2 separate regions of the Mus musculus genome follow, and region 2 is linked to region 1. A link is a contact called in public Hi-C data. All regions are on one chromosome and are shown on one strand. The core of a region is the stretch at or near the end of the contact, and the rest is flanking DNA. Distances in the headings are between cores, read along the strand shown.

Region 1 (7,744 bases), core at 3,087-5,586:
TTTCCTGCAGTAGACAAACACTCATCATTAAGATACTCTGTATTCTGTAATTTGTAATGCATGACTAGTTGTTTAATTTCAGTGTAGATAGTTTTTACCTAGTGGATTTCTTTTATTCTTTAGTCTCCTCCTGACTTGGTTTTGGAAAAGATAAAAAATAAAATACAAAGAATGTGATTTAATGTAAAGTAGGAGTCAGAGCTGTCTCCTCACAGCCTCTTTCTGTCAAACTATTTAAATGAAAAACTAGTTGAGAGGTAATTTTTTTAGAAGTATTGGATAAATCTTCATAAATTCAATTTTCAGTGTTAGCAGTGTTCACAAAAGTAGAACATAAAAGTCAGGCATGCGCACATTTCCCACCAGCTTTATTATGCAAAAAACATCGATTTTCAGAAAATTGAGTTTTTCAGGGTTGGAAAAGCTTGAATAAATCGCATGAATAGCTCTACAGAGGCACATGCATGCACCCCAGTGTGGTTACTCACTCTCTCAGGCATCTATATGTGCTGATAAGGAGGCGACTCAGTGATGGGAAAAAAGAATTAGCAAGAAGCCAAGAAAAGCTGAGAAACACACGTGCACACTCCCTAGTTTTCGGGGACCTCTTGATAATATTTGCAAGTCTGTGGGAGAAAATGGAACCTCTCCTCTTTAAAATCCTTCCACAGTAATGTGAAGGTCGTTTTGTTCTTCTGCACAATGATGTATCTTTCGTTTGACAGGACCACAGCAAGGGTGTGGTGGGTACCTGACTGAGGACAGCAAGAGCTTTGTGTCTCCTGATCATGACTCAGATGGACTTTATGACAAAGGTCTAAACTGCATATGGTACATAATTGCCCCTGAAAACAAACTTGTTAAGCTCACCTTCAATGCATTTACTCTGGAGGAACCATCGTCGCCAGGAAAATGCACCTTTGATTACGTGCAGGTAAGACTGCTACACCTTAACAGTCTACTCTAACGAATGGGATTTTAGCTTACTATCTACAAGCCTTGAAAATGAGAACACTATTGCTTACAGTGGCTTCAATATATATTGTAGTTGCTAGCCTCCTGTTCAAGTTCATCTCTGATATCATCATTCAAACATCTCAAGTGACTTCTAACATTAGCTTCAAGATTCAGTTCTGTCTTGCTAAGTGCCTTGTTATGAAGCGATCCATGGGAAGATTAGTCGGACAGAGTGAGGTTGTCAGAGGACTTTCACAATTCCTAATGTAAATGGTATCTGAAGTGCAAAAATACACTGTAATTGGTCTGTCCCTTTTATTTACGTAGATAGCATCCAAAGCTTCCTAAAAATTCCAAAGAAACATTTTTTTAAGACAGTGTGAAGCTAGACGGCCAAACTCCCATCGACGTCTAGGAAGGGTGCCAAGGACAGGATGCACCGGGAGGACCAAAGATGAAGGGACGAAAATGGATGACTGAGAAAAGCTTGTGACATCCAGGAACAGTGTGGTGCATGGAAGTCAGGGGAAGATGCCTTTCCAAATGATGTGTGGGTAGCCAGTGGTGTTAAGCTGTAGGTCACAGACAAAGAAAAGCTGAGATGAAGAAAGCCATTCCATTGGGTGACAACCATCTTAATAAGACATGGGGCTAGAAGCCAGCCATTGTGAGGGAGTTCATGAGGGGCTAGAGGTGACAAAATGTGGGACAAAAGTGTTAATTCAAGTTCAGTCCTTCTCTAAAATGAGACCAAGTAGCCAGAACTACTTAAGAGGTTATTTAAAACCAGCTTCTCTGGGTTCCTGAAAAGTAGTAAGATTTGAAGGCAGATAGTAAGTAGTCCCACAGCCAGAAAGCACAGAGGGATCAGTTCTGACACTCAGCTCATATTTTCCTTTTTATTCAGTCTAGAGTCCCAAATCATGAATTGGTACTGCCCACATTTAGGGTGGGTTCTTTCAAATTCAGTTAACCCAATCTCGGCACTTTCTCACAGGCATGCCCAGAAGTTGGTCCCTTGGTGATTCTAGATCATGTTGAGGTGATATCAGTATTTACTACCCCCCTTTTAAATTGTTAAATGTTGTGGTAAAATGACATTCTATAGAAGCTAATGACACAGCTCTATAAGTAGTGTGTAAGACAGATTATACCAGTTCCATTGCTGAGTTATGCCTACTCCCTTCACTGCTGTCTTTGAGAGTGTTTACTAGGGGACCAAGGGGGGACATCTGCTGTAGATTAATGAACTGTGGCTGATCAATGACTGTTGAAACCATCGTCACATCTGTCCTATGGAGTTGTTTGGTAGCCATGGTACATAATATGGGAGATGTGGCAGTGAACGTTCCCCAAGGAGATGTAATTCATTGGGATTGGGGGGGGGGGGAGACTGGCCTGTAAACAGATACATTATACAACATGAAAACAGAAGTTAGATACCCTTGACGTAGAAAAGGAGATCAGAACAGAGTATGTCGGGCTTCTTAGATGTGAGCATGCCATGGCACTTAACAGCATCATGAAAGCTCACACATATTGTTGCCTCCATAAAATGGAGAACAGTATCAACAAGGCATATCCACAAGAAAGACATGACCAAAAATAAGGGGAAAGGACAGTGCTGTGTACTACCTAATCTCCAACTCTTGGTTAGTTCAGTCATCCTTGTGTTGAGCAACAGTAAGGTGGTTGAGGGCATCAAAAGTGTGGTCCTCCTGCTTCCTCTACCTGGAAACATGACACTGGTGGAAGTTTCCCAAGGTTTCTTCCTCAACTTGGTGCTCTTGGTTTTGGCAGATATATTTTAAAGTTTCCAGTCCCATCTGAAGAGAAAATTCCCTGTACTTACTATCCTATGGGATTCAGAAATGTGACTTCTAAACACTAAATGCTTCAAATTATTGTTGTAAGGCCAATTATAAACTCCTGAACATCAAACTTGCATAAAAACATTCCCTAGAGCTTTCTGGGAGCCCTTGTAATAACTCACTGGGCTTAACCCTTCTGCATATTATCAGGCACTGGGGAAGGGTGTGTGCCTCTTTAGGGACAACATCAGCAGACCCTAGGTGCATTGGTTAGGAGATAGCACTGCCACTAAGCATTCATGTACTTAGTTATTCATTAAATAAGTGTGAATTTCAGTCTACCTCATTATAGATATTAGCTCAAACATTTAAAAATGCATAAAGAGTAAATAATTATTACTGTGATACTTTGAATCTTACATGACCCACCAAAGCACAGCCGTTAAGAAGACATGGTTGGTAGCATGGGAGTCAGTTAGGAAGGTAGGTTACTGAGGACACTGCCGTTTGAAAGATACCTGAGTCCCAACCACTCTTTTCTATCTGCATCAGTGCTTCTGTGAAGTATATAACCCCCACCCCCTGTGTGTCCTTCTGTCATGACCTTAACACAGTCCTAGAACAACAAAGCTCTATAACTGTGTTGCTATAGAGATTAGTCGTGCAAAGACTGAGTCCTAGAGACAAAGTATATCTTGAGTTGACTATTATAGGCATTTTGTCACAGTGACACCAAGAAACAAGGCTTCTAGAAGGCAAGGTGTGCCTGAGTTAGTGTTCAGACACTAACTCACCACAGACATGCAGTCCCTGCTCCAGTGTTGTTCAGGGTCTACCCACAGCAAGAGATTTGGTGTTGGCAAGGAACAGAACAGAGAAATAATTTCAGGTTTGATCATACAGGAGGCTAGTAGTCATGCAGTTTGTAACTATATATTCCAATCAGTTACGCTAACTCTTACTTTAATGTGGTTGGATGAATATAGTACCAGCACAGGGCCACCTTCTACCCAGCCCTAGCTTGTCCTTGTCCTGCCCCTCACATCTACCAGTCTCTAACTGACGTTGGTCTTGTAAAGTAAGACCCAGGCTCCTCGGCATGAACTGGGTGGTCTTCCCCGACTCTCTCTCTCTTTTATAGTATGAATCTCCTTGATATTATTTGACAGAATTACCTTTTCTTTTCTTTGGTTTCTTTTTTATATTTTTCCATGCATATTTGTAGATATATCTGTAAACAGCAACACACACACAGACACACACACACACACACACACGCACATGCGCGCACATACGTTTATATTTAGCTCTTTCTTCTCACTATTTTATGAGCACCTTGAAGGTACATAAATGCTCTTATGTCTCTCCATATACACACTACCCAACACAAGCCAGGTACATGATACAAGTGAAAGCTTGTATAGACCACAGTGGTTGTAATGAAACCTCACTTAGCAGAAAAAGTATGTTGTCTTTAACTTGGCAACTCTTCTCTATAAAGTGAGGGTGTTTGACTACAGAACTTCACTTTTCTGTGCTCCTCGTGAATTCATATAGAAGAGACAGCACCATCTAGTGGTCAGTTTTGTTTCATTTTTTAATTTTGAAATTTATCATGTTCATTTTATAACATCAGTGGCCACACTACTCTGAGATTTCTGATCTAATGTGGTTCTGTTATGAACTCATATTCAGGGCTACAGAAACACAGAAAATCATTATTAAAGTACAATAAAAATTAACAACATAGACATAAAAATGAAAACATACTATATTAATTTATTTATTTATTTATTTATTTTTTAGTAAAGTGTTTGAGGGATATACAAATCCTCACTATTTCTTTGGGTGTTTGTAAAAATCTGTGAAAGCCATCAGTAGTTCTGGATGCTAGAGACACTTCTGAGCATAACTCCGTTTCTCTTCCTGTGAAACTCACACTTGTGCAGAGGGGGCGCCCAATCAAAGTAAATAAGCATTACATTGATTGAGTTTCATCACAGTAAAATAAAACAAGATGGTATTGGAGGAGGGCCCCACTGTGTGGGATTAGACTCTCAGGGGAGGTGACATTTGAGTAAAAGGTCTATGACTAGGGATTATCAGTCCTTCAAGAAAGACTATGTCTCCAAGGGAGGAGACTGTCAGAGGCAGCAAGCACTGGGAAGGGAGAGAAGCAACAGCATTGACCAGGGCTTGCAAGTTCTGCATTGGGTACAAGGTATAGTTTTGTAGGAAGAATAGACACATACTCTAGGTCATCAAACACCTGGGCACTACGGTGCAGAACTCTGTGAGTGCTCTGTGCAATTGATCTGTGAGCCATGTTCTGAAGAAACTGTGTCACATGGCATTGATACAATATATTTCGAAAGTGGAACAAAGTGGGGATGCTTATCATGGGAATGGGAGAGTTGAGTATGACTGGAATTTAGACTTGAGCTGTTTATTGAGATAGAGTAGACTCAGGGAGAATATTTTAGGGAAGGGTGATGCTGTGGTGTGTACATATCACTCAAGTACCTGTGGTAGAAATGTAAACCTTATATCCATATGCTAAAGGTATGGGGGGCTTTGAGGTATAACTGGGGTTAGATGAAGTCATGAGAGTGGGGTTCCTATCATGGGGTGAATAGTATCACCCCAGGAGAGGAAGAGATTGCCGAGCTGGCATGCTCCTGATGATCTTCTTAGGATGCTCATATGTTAGAAGGCAAGAAGGCCCTCATCAAAGTCTGCCCCTTGAATTCTGAATGTTCCTCAATCCTCAGAAATATCACAATTAACTTACTTGTGTATAAATGACATGGTCTATGGTACTCTGGTACAGCAACATAAAACAAACCAAGGCATGTGGGTCATAGGGAAGGGTCAAAGCACTTACCAAGAAGCGAGTAAGCATGGTTTATGCATTACACACTCTTAAGGTCTGGGGCGATATGGCGGAACAGAATAAAATTCTGTGCTTCTGTGGAATGTTGTATTCATTTTAGAAGGAAAGGCAATAGAATTGGCAAGTTAAATGTGTAACATGTTGACAGTAATACTTGTCCTGAGGAAAGGAGTCAGGGGATGTGGGCAGTGTTCACTTTAGGGAAGGCATTGCTGGTGGATGATAGAGGAAGAGAGACCTCAACAGACTCCATGAATACCAGCAAGGGTGGTCTGGGCAAAGGAAGGCAGATGCAATAGCTGGGAAGCTAGACTGAGCTGGGGATGTTCAAGAATCTCAATCAAGCAGAGCAGACCCCTGAGGTCTGTGTGGGAGGAAAAGCCATTCCATTAGGTCTGGATCACTGTTGTAATGGATGTAGCCTTTGTGTTAAGAGGGTAGGAAGCAGTTAGGCAGCTCCTGGTCTGACTTTATCTTTTTTTTTTTTTTTCCATTTTTTATTAGGTATTTAACTCATTTACATTTCCAATGCTATACCAAAAGTCCCCCATATCCACCCACCCCCACTCCCCTGCCCACCCACTCCCCCTTTTTGGCCCTGGAATTCCCCTGTACTGGGGCATATAAAGTTTGCAAGTCCAATGGGCCTCTCTTTCCAGTGATGGCCGACTAGGCCATCTTCTGATACATATGCAGCTAGAGTCAAGAGCTCCGGGGTACTGGTTAGCTCATAATGTTGTTCCACCTATAGGGTTGCAGATCCCTTTAGCTCCTTGGCTACTTTCTCTAGCTCCTCCATTGGGAGCCCTATGATCCATCCATTAGCTGACTGTGAGCATCCACTTCTGTGTTTGCTGGGCCCCGGCATAGTCTCACAAGAGACAGCTACATCTGCGTCCTTTCAATAAAATCTTGCTAGTGTATGCAATGGTGTCAGCGTTTGGATGCTGATTATGGGGTGGATCCCTGGCTATGGCAGTCTCTACATGGTCCATCCTTTCATCTCAGCTCCAAACTCCGTCTCTGTAACTCCTTCCATGGGTGTTTTGTTCCCAAATCTAAGGAGGGGCATAGTGTCCACACTTCAGTCTTCATTCTCCTTGAGTTTCATGTGTTTAGCAAATTATATCTTATATCTTGGGTATCCTAGGTTTGGGGCTAATATCCACTTATCAGTGAATACATATTGTGTGAGTTTCTTTGTGAATGTGTTACCTCACTCAGGATGATGCCCTCCAGGTCCATCCATTTGGCTAGGAATTTCATAAATTCATTCTTTTTAATAGCTGAGTAGTACTCCATTGTGTAGATGTACCACATTTTCTGTATCCATTCCTCTGTTGCTGACTTTATCTTAATAGCAACCTGTTAGAGGTGGGAAGGTTGGTTCTAGCCAGGAAGCTTTAAAAAAAAAAAAACCAAAACAACAACAACAACAAAAAAAAACCGTGGTGATAATTCAGGCAGCAGAGAGAATAGCAATGGGTTTAATGACTTTGAGGCCAGGGGGCTTTTGTTGTTGTTGTTGTTTATTTCAATTATATATTACTTTTCCTAACAGAAAAATATATGATGGGCATCACTGAAAGTCATTATAGCATTATCAATATAAATTAAGACTGCCTATAAGAACACCCACATATAGATCCGTAATCCATGGTCTGTCTATCACCATAGATATATGGTGAACTCATAGGTAAGTTAGTGCAAAATAGCAATTCCCTTATTAATAATTAACTACTATAAACTACTTTTTCTTCCAGATAGCAGATGGTGCAAGCATAAACTCATATTTAGGCGGAAGATTTTGTGGTTCCAGTAGGCCTGCCCCTTTTATTTCTTCTGGCAACTTTCTTACAGTTCAATTTGTCTCTGACATAAGTATTCAAATGAGAGGATTTAATGCAACATATACCTTTGTGGACAGTAAGTATTCTGACAGATTATGAAATACATATGTCCTTATGCACAGACAAGAATGCATGCATATTACATGTAAATTAATTACAGTTTTAGCGGATTATTAAACACAAGAGCTAGATTGCCTGCCCTCAGTTTCCCTTTCTTTGACAACGTCTCACTA
Region 2 (7,744 bases), core at 3,545-6,044, 150 kb before region 1:
CATGTGGTACTTCTGATTCTGTATCTGGCTTATTTAACTTAATAATCATGCCCTCCAAGTTTACCTATTTTGTTCTGCATGGCAAGATTTTATTCTTTATAATATAGTGTTCTATGGTATTTATATCAACACCACATCTTCTTTATTCATTCATTCATCTGTGGATGGATACATCTATTGATGTATGTCTTCAGATAGTCTCAGTAGTAAGATCACTTGACCATAAGATAGTTAACATTTTTAATTTTAGAGAACTTCTATATAGCTTTCCACAATGGCTTACTCATATACCCACTAACAATGTATAAGGTTATTTTTTCCCAATATTTCCCAACAATTCCTCTCTCTCTCTTTTGATATATATTTCAACAGTAATAATGGAATGAGATTGTGTTGATGAGTGAGAATCACTCCATTGGCTATGCATATGTTTGAATGCCTGATCCCCGGTTAGTGCAGCTGTAGAGAAGGATTGGGAGGTGTGGGCTTGTTGGAGTAGATGTGGCCTTGTTGGAGGAGAGATGTCACTAGGAGTAAGCACTGAGGTTTCCAAAGCCTACTCCAGCCGCAGTCTTACCCAGCCTGCTGGCTGCTGATCAGGCTGTAAAGCCCCAAACTAGCACTCTAGTGCCATACTGTCTGCTTCCTGCAATGTTGATAATGGACTAGCCCTCTGAAACTGTGATGAAGGCCTCAATTAAATGCTTTCTTTTATCAGAGTTGTGTTGATCATGGAATCTCTTCACAGCAACAGAACAGTGACGAAGACAGTGATAGTGTATCATTGTGCTCTTGATTTTGCGTCTCATTGTTGATGCATAAATAACACCGGTTTCTCATAGATCCATGATTCATCTCTATGCCTTGTTTGTGATAATTGCCTATTCAGGGCTTTTGTCCATTGTTTTTATCTGAGTATTTGCTTCCTGTTGATAATACTAAGTGATTTGTAGTCTTCATATTTCTTGGGTATTAACTGCTTCTCCATTGTTATGTAGTTTGCCATTAATTCTCGTTCTATGGGCTGAGTCTCCATTCTGCTGTGTTCTTAGCTATGGGGAAGATTTGTATATTGCTAGAATCCTACTTGTCTGTCTTGGCTTGCCTGTGCTTTTGAAGTTGTAGCTATAGAAATCCTTGTCCAGACCAATATCATAAAGTGTTTTCCCTGTGTTCCTCTAGTCTAGTCACTTCATTTTTCACACTTAACACTATTTGAATTGATTTTTATCTCATTGTTTTGTATATGCATGTTTTAGTTTTCATTATTTAGTACCAGATGACTGTGTATAGTCTGTAACTCTATGTTTTGATTTTCCCATGTTTCCCATACCTTCTAGATCTATTTGATAGTTATAATTATTTTAATATCTTTATTCATTCAGTGATTATGTAATTACTTGTTACGTTTTAGCTGCTTATTCTCTCTTATTATGAGTTGTACTTTCTTTCTTTTTATATTTGATAATATTTGATAAGCCGTTCAGAATTTTTAATTTTATGTTTAGGACACCAGCCATTTTATACATTCTTGTAAATATGTATTTGGACTTTGTCCTGGAATGGTGTTAAGTTACTTGAATCCAAGTTGGTCCTTTTCAGTTTCCCTTTTAATTAATTTATTTCCTGTCCTTGAGGTTTTTCCCTTTTCATTTGATATTTAGTGTCTTGAGAAGCTCTTATGTATTTTCCCTAGCGTTTCAGATGTTTGAGTGCAAAGTTAAACCTGGCCTCTATTATTATGTTTGTGTTGAAAGTAGAGGTCCTCTAATTGCTTTTTGAACATTTAAAAATCTATCTATCTATCTATCTATCTATCTATCTATCTATCTATCTATCTATCTATGTATCTATCTATCTATCGTTTACCAGTTTCTTGGCTGTATGTATGTCCCTGGATCATATGCATGGTGCCCACAGAGGCCCGAATCTGATCCCCTGAGCCTGGAGTTTTGGGCAGTTACTACTATCTTCTGTGTAGATGTTGGTACTTGAACCCATATCGTCTAGAAGATCAGCTAGTGCACATAACTGCTGAGCCATCTCTTCAACCTCCTCTGATTGCTTCTCTTTAAAGTCCTCTTGTATCTTCTTTTCTTCTCCTTTATTAGCTTTGTAAGCATTATCTTTTTAAAGTAGTCTCTAAATTTCTTCCCTCGGTCTTTACTGCTCCTCACCTTCTTTTGCTTCTTATCTTAGCCTTCCATCTAAAATTGTCTTTGTCTTTCTTTAAAATAATATATGAGTATCTTTTAACCATGACAAAATGCAGTTTTTGCTGAAGGGAATAAGCTTTAATGATCATGTCCCAATTTAGGATGCAAGACCATGTGTGCACAGTTATTTAATCTGTCTTCTTTCAGTCATATTAAGATGATAACTCTCTGTTATCACTAAAATATTATTCTACATCAAACTTATTTAATTTTCCTGCTTCTCATAGTCAACATTTTAGCTTATTTTTGCTTCCATATTATTTTCCTCTCTTGTTCCAAGCATGCGTTGTCTCTAGATTTCCCTTTTTCTAAGCTCTTCCTCCTACAGGTGTTTCTCCAGATGAAACACCGTGGCACCGTGTGATGTACTATAGCTCTGTTTGGGGGATTATGAGAATAGATTTTCTGAGTAAAGCTTCCTTCGTTCTGAAGGGACAGAGACGTGGTTTCCTGGTCACACTCTTACCTCTTCATACATGAGCTGTTTAAAGACAGCAGACAACTTACGCAGAGGTCACTGTCCAGGCACTGCTCTCAATGCCTAGCTTCAGCGATCTACCTGATCCAGATGTTCAGAATGATGTGAAGTCTACGGAGAAGATGACCCAGACCAATTAAACCATGTGTCCAAAGTCACAGTGCACCTGAGTGGCAGAGCTGTCTAGGGCTCTGCTGGATGGTTTTGGATGCTTTAATGTGGTAGTAAATACAGTAAAGGAACATAATTCCTTTAGCATAGGTCTAGGAAAGAGTTGCTCAGTGCGCTGACAGCAGGTGCCTGCAGTCTGTGCTTCCTGGTCTCAGAACATTTTTCCTGCATGTTAAGGCATTAGGCGTGCCACACAACTCTTCCACTGCGTTTCTGTTATTACTGAAATATACTTGGTTTCAAGGTTGATGTGAAATAGATAACAGCCCATTGTCATTTGTATTATTTTCGTCTTTACATGGCCTATTGTTCAGAATATAAGGTCAAATCTACTAATCTGTGTCTCTCTTCTTTCTTTCTTTGGAACAGATACTGTGGAAAATCCATCCCGCCTTCTCTTACCAGCAGCTCTCATTCAATAAAGCTGATATTCGTGTCTGACTCTGCTCTTGCCCACGAAGGCTTTTCCATAAATTATGAAGCAATTAATGCATCATCAGGTAACATTTCCTCTGCTGCAAAAGATGTTTAATATCTAAAACACACAAATACTTACTTGGAGTAAAGTATAAAGACAAGATCCACCCAATTAAAAATAGGGTAAATCTGTTAGCTAAACTGTGTGCTCCTTTAGGGATTCTGGACCTTAATGTTTATATCAGGGTTAGAAGATGTTTGATACAGAAAAGTAGCATCCAGTGCATAGCTACAGCTGTCACATGTTACCCCTACTTGCCAAGCATTCCACAGCTTGGGGCATTTTTCTGGGCCTGGACATATTCCTCTTGAGAGTCTTTTGTCCAGCCACCTTTGAGGTGTTTATCTTCTTACACCTGTATTCCTAACATAAATATAGAAAGAAAAAAAAATTCTTACTCAAAATCCCTAGCCAGTTTTTCACTTATTTCTCCTCTAGAAATTTTGGTCACTATACTTTAATCCAGGCAAAAGTAGTTCAGCTTCTGTGTTCTGGAAGCATGGCTTTAAACTACAAACTGCGGGAGAACTGTATACATTGATCACTGGTGGGATTCACTCTAGCAGGTGCCCCATTATCTAGCCCAAGCACATGTAGAGGTAAAGCGCAAGGATTTAAAGTATGGTGTGTTGTGCTATGTAACTGACATTTTCACTGAACCTTATTCAAGTGGTTAACAGCCAAAGACCAAAGTGGATGTCTCAGGAAATTACAGTGTATACACAATTTTCTATACTTCTGTAGTTTCATCTCTCTCATATGTTTGGTCCCAAACCACACCAAATATTCGATTTGGAGTAAATCAGTTGAACTCTGTGGAATACAATTTTCTTATCTGTGTAATTAAAAGATAAGATTTAATGATCTTTCAATGTTTTCTGGTTCTAATCTTCTGTGAACACAATTTTAATTTGCTGCATGAATAAACTGCTTATTTCTTAAATAGCATGTAATGTGGGCAGTACCTCCTGAAAATGTCATGGCGTTCTCTGCACTAGTATATAAAAATGAAGCATAGTTCTGTAATGACTGAAATGATTGTGTTATCACTACACTAGCTTGGGAGGCAGTATGAAGGGAAGAGACAGCTAGGAGCCATTAATATAAGCTGGGGATGAGGAGGATAAATTTAAAATTTAATGAAATTGTTCAGAAAGATAAAATTCCTATAAAACTCATCAAAGTAATAGGTCCAGTAGACAGGAAGGGAAACTGATACAGAGAGTAGGGAATGGAATGTGCTCAGTGCTAGCATGTGCTCAGCATGCATGACTAGGTTCAGTTCTTCCCAGTACTTCTAACATAAAAGAGGAAACGGAAGGGAGGAAACCCCAAGGGCTCAAAAAGAAGACACTGAAGGAGCAACTCCAGAGACTCTACCCCTGCTTCCCTGTGTTAGTCATGACTCCAGCCCCTACTTGGTCTAGACAGAGCAGAAATCACAGAAAAGAGAGTGCATCCTTTTCACCACTTGACTGATGACTATGTATCTACCTTTTTTTGAATGAGCTCATAGGACTGGTTAACACAGTCCCACCATTTGAAATAGCAATCAGATGATGAGACCCAGAAAGTCATATGGGTGGCTGGGTTGCATGAGTTGTTGAAGCTGGTCCTGTAGTAAAACTCAGAGCACAGCTGGCTCAGGAGACCAGAATAGAGGTGGTGGTGGTCAGGCAGTTAGCTAATGCTCCCAGGAGCTTGGGTGAAATGAGCTGCTGACTGGAAAGACAGAGGGGAGGACTCTCTTCAGCTAGCGTCTTCTTCTGGCTAATTTCTGTAGACTGAAATCATGTTGGATAAAAGCACCAGAGGACAGGCAATCATTGGCCTGTAAGCTATTTCCTTGTTCCAAAAGAAGTTATTTTTGGAGTAACGATGATGGTTTGGACTGCTGAGGTCTAGTTTCTTACCACAGCCCATGGACATTTCCCTTGACTCTGGCCTGCTTTCATTTAATAGAGTCAAATTTTCCTGATTTGAATCCCGTTACCCTTCTATCTGTAGTTCCTGCAATAAGTCTATGATGTCAGCCTTTAAACATGTGTTTGGGAGTAAGGAGATTGGCTTCTTGTTCATACTCTGACTCCCTCCCTAAGTATTTGGCTGCAGCTCTCATTCAAATATTCCTGAGAATATATAGAAAACAAATGATATAACAAAAGTAACGATGTTGGATAGAATCTCATAAGAACTCTTTACCACTGATTATGACATCCAACATTTATTAGCATGAAGTAAAATATTTGCATATTGAGATAATATAATTGGTATACTTTACAATTTAAATTATTATCTGATATCCTATAACAAGTATTACTTATCCACTGTCTTAATATAGAACTAGTAAGCGAAAACTTTACAAGTATAGAGAAAAGCATATCTATATAACGACTACTCCATTATTCTTCAAATTAATTCCTGATTCACTCATGACTATATTCATTAAAAATATGAATGAGAAAAAGAAAAACAGAGTGGAAATTATCAGAGGTACCATACAAAGTTAGACTTCTCTTCATGAAAACTGTCTAAAAAGCTCAGTAAGCATGATTGGATTTTATTTTTGTGACGTGTCTAGAAAATATAAGTACAGTCTTTCCCAATTAATCTTTGAATGGAGGCAATATCAGTCTAGAATGTTGAATCTGTCGTCCCAAGAATAAACAGCTGGCTGGTTTAAGAGCCAAACTAAGCAAACAGGCTTCACTATGCTGCCTGTTTCTGTTGTCATTCTCTCCAGGGCTACAGCGGAACTATGAGGAATGTTTCTTACATTTTACTAAGAGAAGAGCTTCAAAATTACCCAGGGAAGTAGCTAGCATGGTCCCAAGCACAATCTTATGAGCAAATATCCATATAAAAAGGTGAATCCACTGGGATTTCCTTCTGTCTTACACTACCGTGCAAGTTCTCATCAGTCACCTTGGAGTGAGCCCAGAAAGGGAAGGCAAGAAGTTAGGAAGTGATAACCAAGAGGGTCACAAGGGATTTATTTCAAAGAAATGGGCAGAGCACGTTCTGTGTCTTTTCTTATATCTCCGTGTGGTAAGAGCAATGTTCTCAGATTAGAATGGTCATTTTAAAACATCTTCAGAAAGAAGAGATTAGCTCAGATGTTATGGTTATAAGCTCAGATATCATTCTTCAATTAGAAATTCTAATTAAGGTCTTTGGTATAGTTTTACAGAACAATTCAAGCAGATCTAGTTGAATTTTGTCTTTATAGTTTATTTAAAAACTGTTATAAAAGATAGTAAAGAACTATTATACTCATGATTGCAGGTCTTATTCACTGCAGATTGAAACTAAGGCCAGAGAGTGTCTGCTGAGTGACAGCTTGATGCTGGCTTGAAGCAGCTTGGGCAGGTTTCAGGCTTCCCTTGATTGTATACCTCTATCTGAAATTTCTCATATTACATGCTCAAATATTTTTGAGAAGGTTTTTTTTTAAAGGAAATCTATTAATCTCTAAAATAATTTCCTCTAGTAAATCTTAACTTTTTTTAATGTTTCGTACAAATAACCCATCGATTCACTTCTAGGTTTTGTGTGTGTGAGTGTGTGTGTGTGTGTGTGTGTGTGTGTGCACATACACATGTGCACATGTGTCTGTTGGGCCTTAGAATGAAAACAGTGCTTAATTGGGGTATTCTTAATCCCTTACAGGTCTAAATTGACATTTCCACTGTAGAAAACTAGGGATCATAGGCTGAGGGATGGCTCTGTGGGTGAACTATCTGTTATGTATGCATGAGACCTGAGTCTAGATCCCAGGTACCCATGTAAAAAAGTAAAACCAAGCCTGGAAGAGCACACCTGTGCTCTCAGTGCTGGAAGGGTAGGGGCAGGAAGAGTCCCAGGGTTCTAGGTCAGATAAGGAACCCTTTCTCCAAAACTAAATAGAAATATGATTGAGGAAGCCATCTGACAATCAACCTTTGGTCTCTGTACATTCCCTACACACTAGTACACATGTGTACACACATGTACACATACCCAAAAGAGAAACTAGAGATCATTAGAGAGTTCAAGATTTGAAAAGAGTCCAAATTTTATCTGGTGTTCAATCTAAATGAATTTTAAAACTAATCTCAAAGTCTCCTATTCCTCTTCCACACATCTTTAACTAGACATGATGACTATGTTGTTTCGATATAAAAATAACATTATGATAGGCTGGAAGGACCGTTCAGAGATATGTGTGTGTTTAGACCGTACCAGCTATGTTAAAAAGGTAGATATGCATGTGTGTACCTATGATATCAGGGTTGGGACAGAGGGAACAGGAGGACTCCTGGGATTTTCTGAACAACCAGGCAGGCAGAATCAGTGAGCTTTGAGTTTAGTGACAGATCCTATTTCAAAAATTAAGGTGGATGAGTGATGAAGGAAACATTG

What was found. A called contact is a pair of places that touch in the nucleus more often than the background predicts.
Region 2: a contact with region 1 is called in a Hi-C map of bone marrow-derived macrophages, with 23 read pairs. The contact joins two enhancer-like sites. A contact is called at or near these places in 5 of 484 Hi-C or Micro-C datasets (bone marrow-derived macrophages, embryonic stem cells and muscle stem cells) and 2 of 115 datasets of contacts at active chromatin or transcription factors (fibro-adipogenic progenitors and heart atrium).

What each region holds. Positions count from the first base shown.
Region 1 is chr2:13,287,388-13,295,131 of GRCm38.p6, reverse strand. It overlaps Cubn (cubilin (intrinsic factor-cobalamin receptor)), which reads left to right. Exons shown (of 67, transcript NM_001081084.2): 60 at 726-934; 61 at 7,425-7,587. The region is part of intron 2 of Gm13270 (a long non-coding RNA gene); the gene reads right to left. Among named protein-coding and RNA genes, the nearest start is that of Gm13270, 20 kb to the right of the region's middle. Within about 2 kb of position 4,336, at least 11 of the 459 cell types and tissues checked have an H3K27ac peak or open chromatin away from gene starts, as enhancers often do. A contact at or near this core is called in bone marrow-derived macrophages and heart atrium, where this site is marked.
Region 2 is chr2:13,436,036-13,443,779 of GRCm38.p6, reverse strand. Cubn (cubilin (intrinsic factor-cobalamin receptor)) reads left to right here. Exons shown (of 67, transcript NM_001081084.2): 22 at 3,235-3,365. Among named protein-coding and RNA genes, the nearest start is that of Cubn, 52 kb to the left of the region's middle. Within about 2 kb of position 4,794, at least 37 of the 459 cell types and tissues checked have an H3K27ac peak or open chromatin away from gene starts, as enhancers often do. A contact at or near this core is called in bone marrow-derived macrophages and heart atrium, where this site is marked.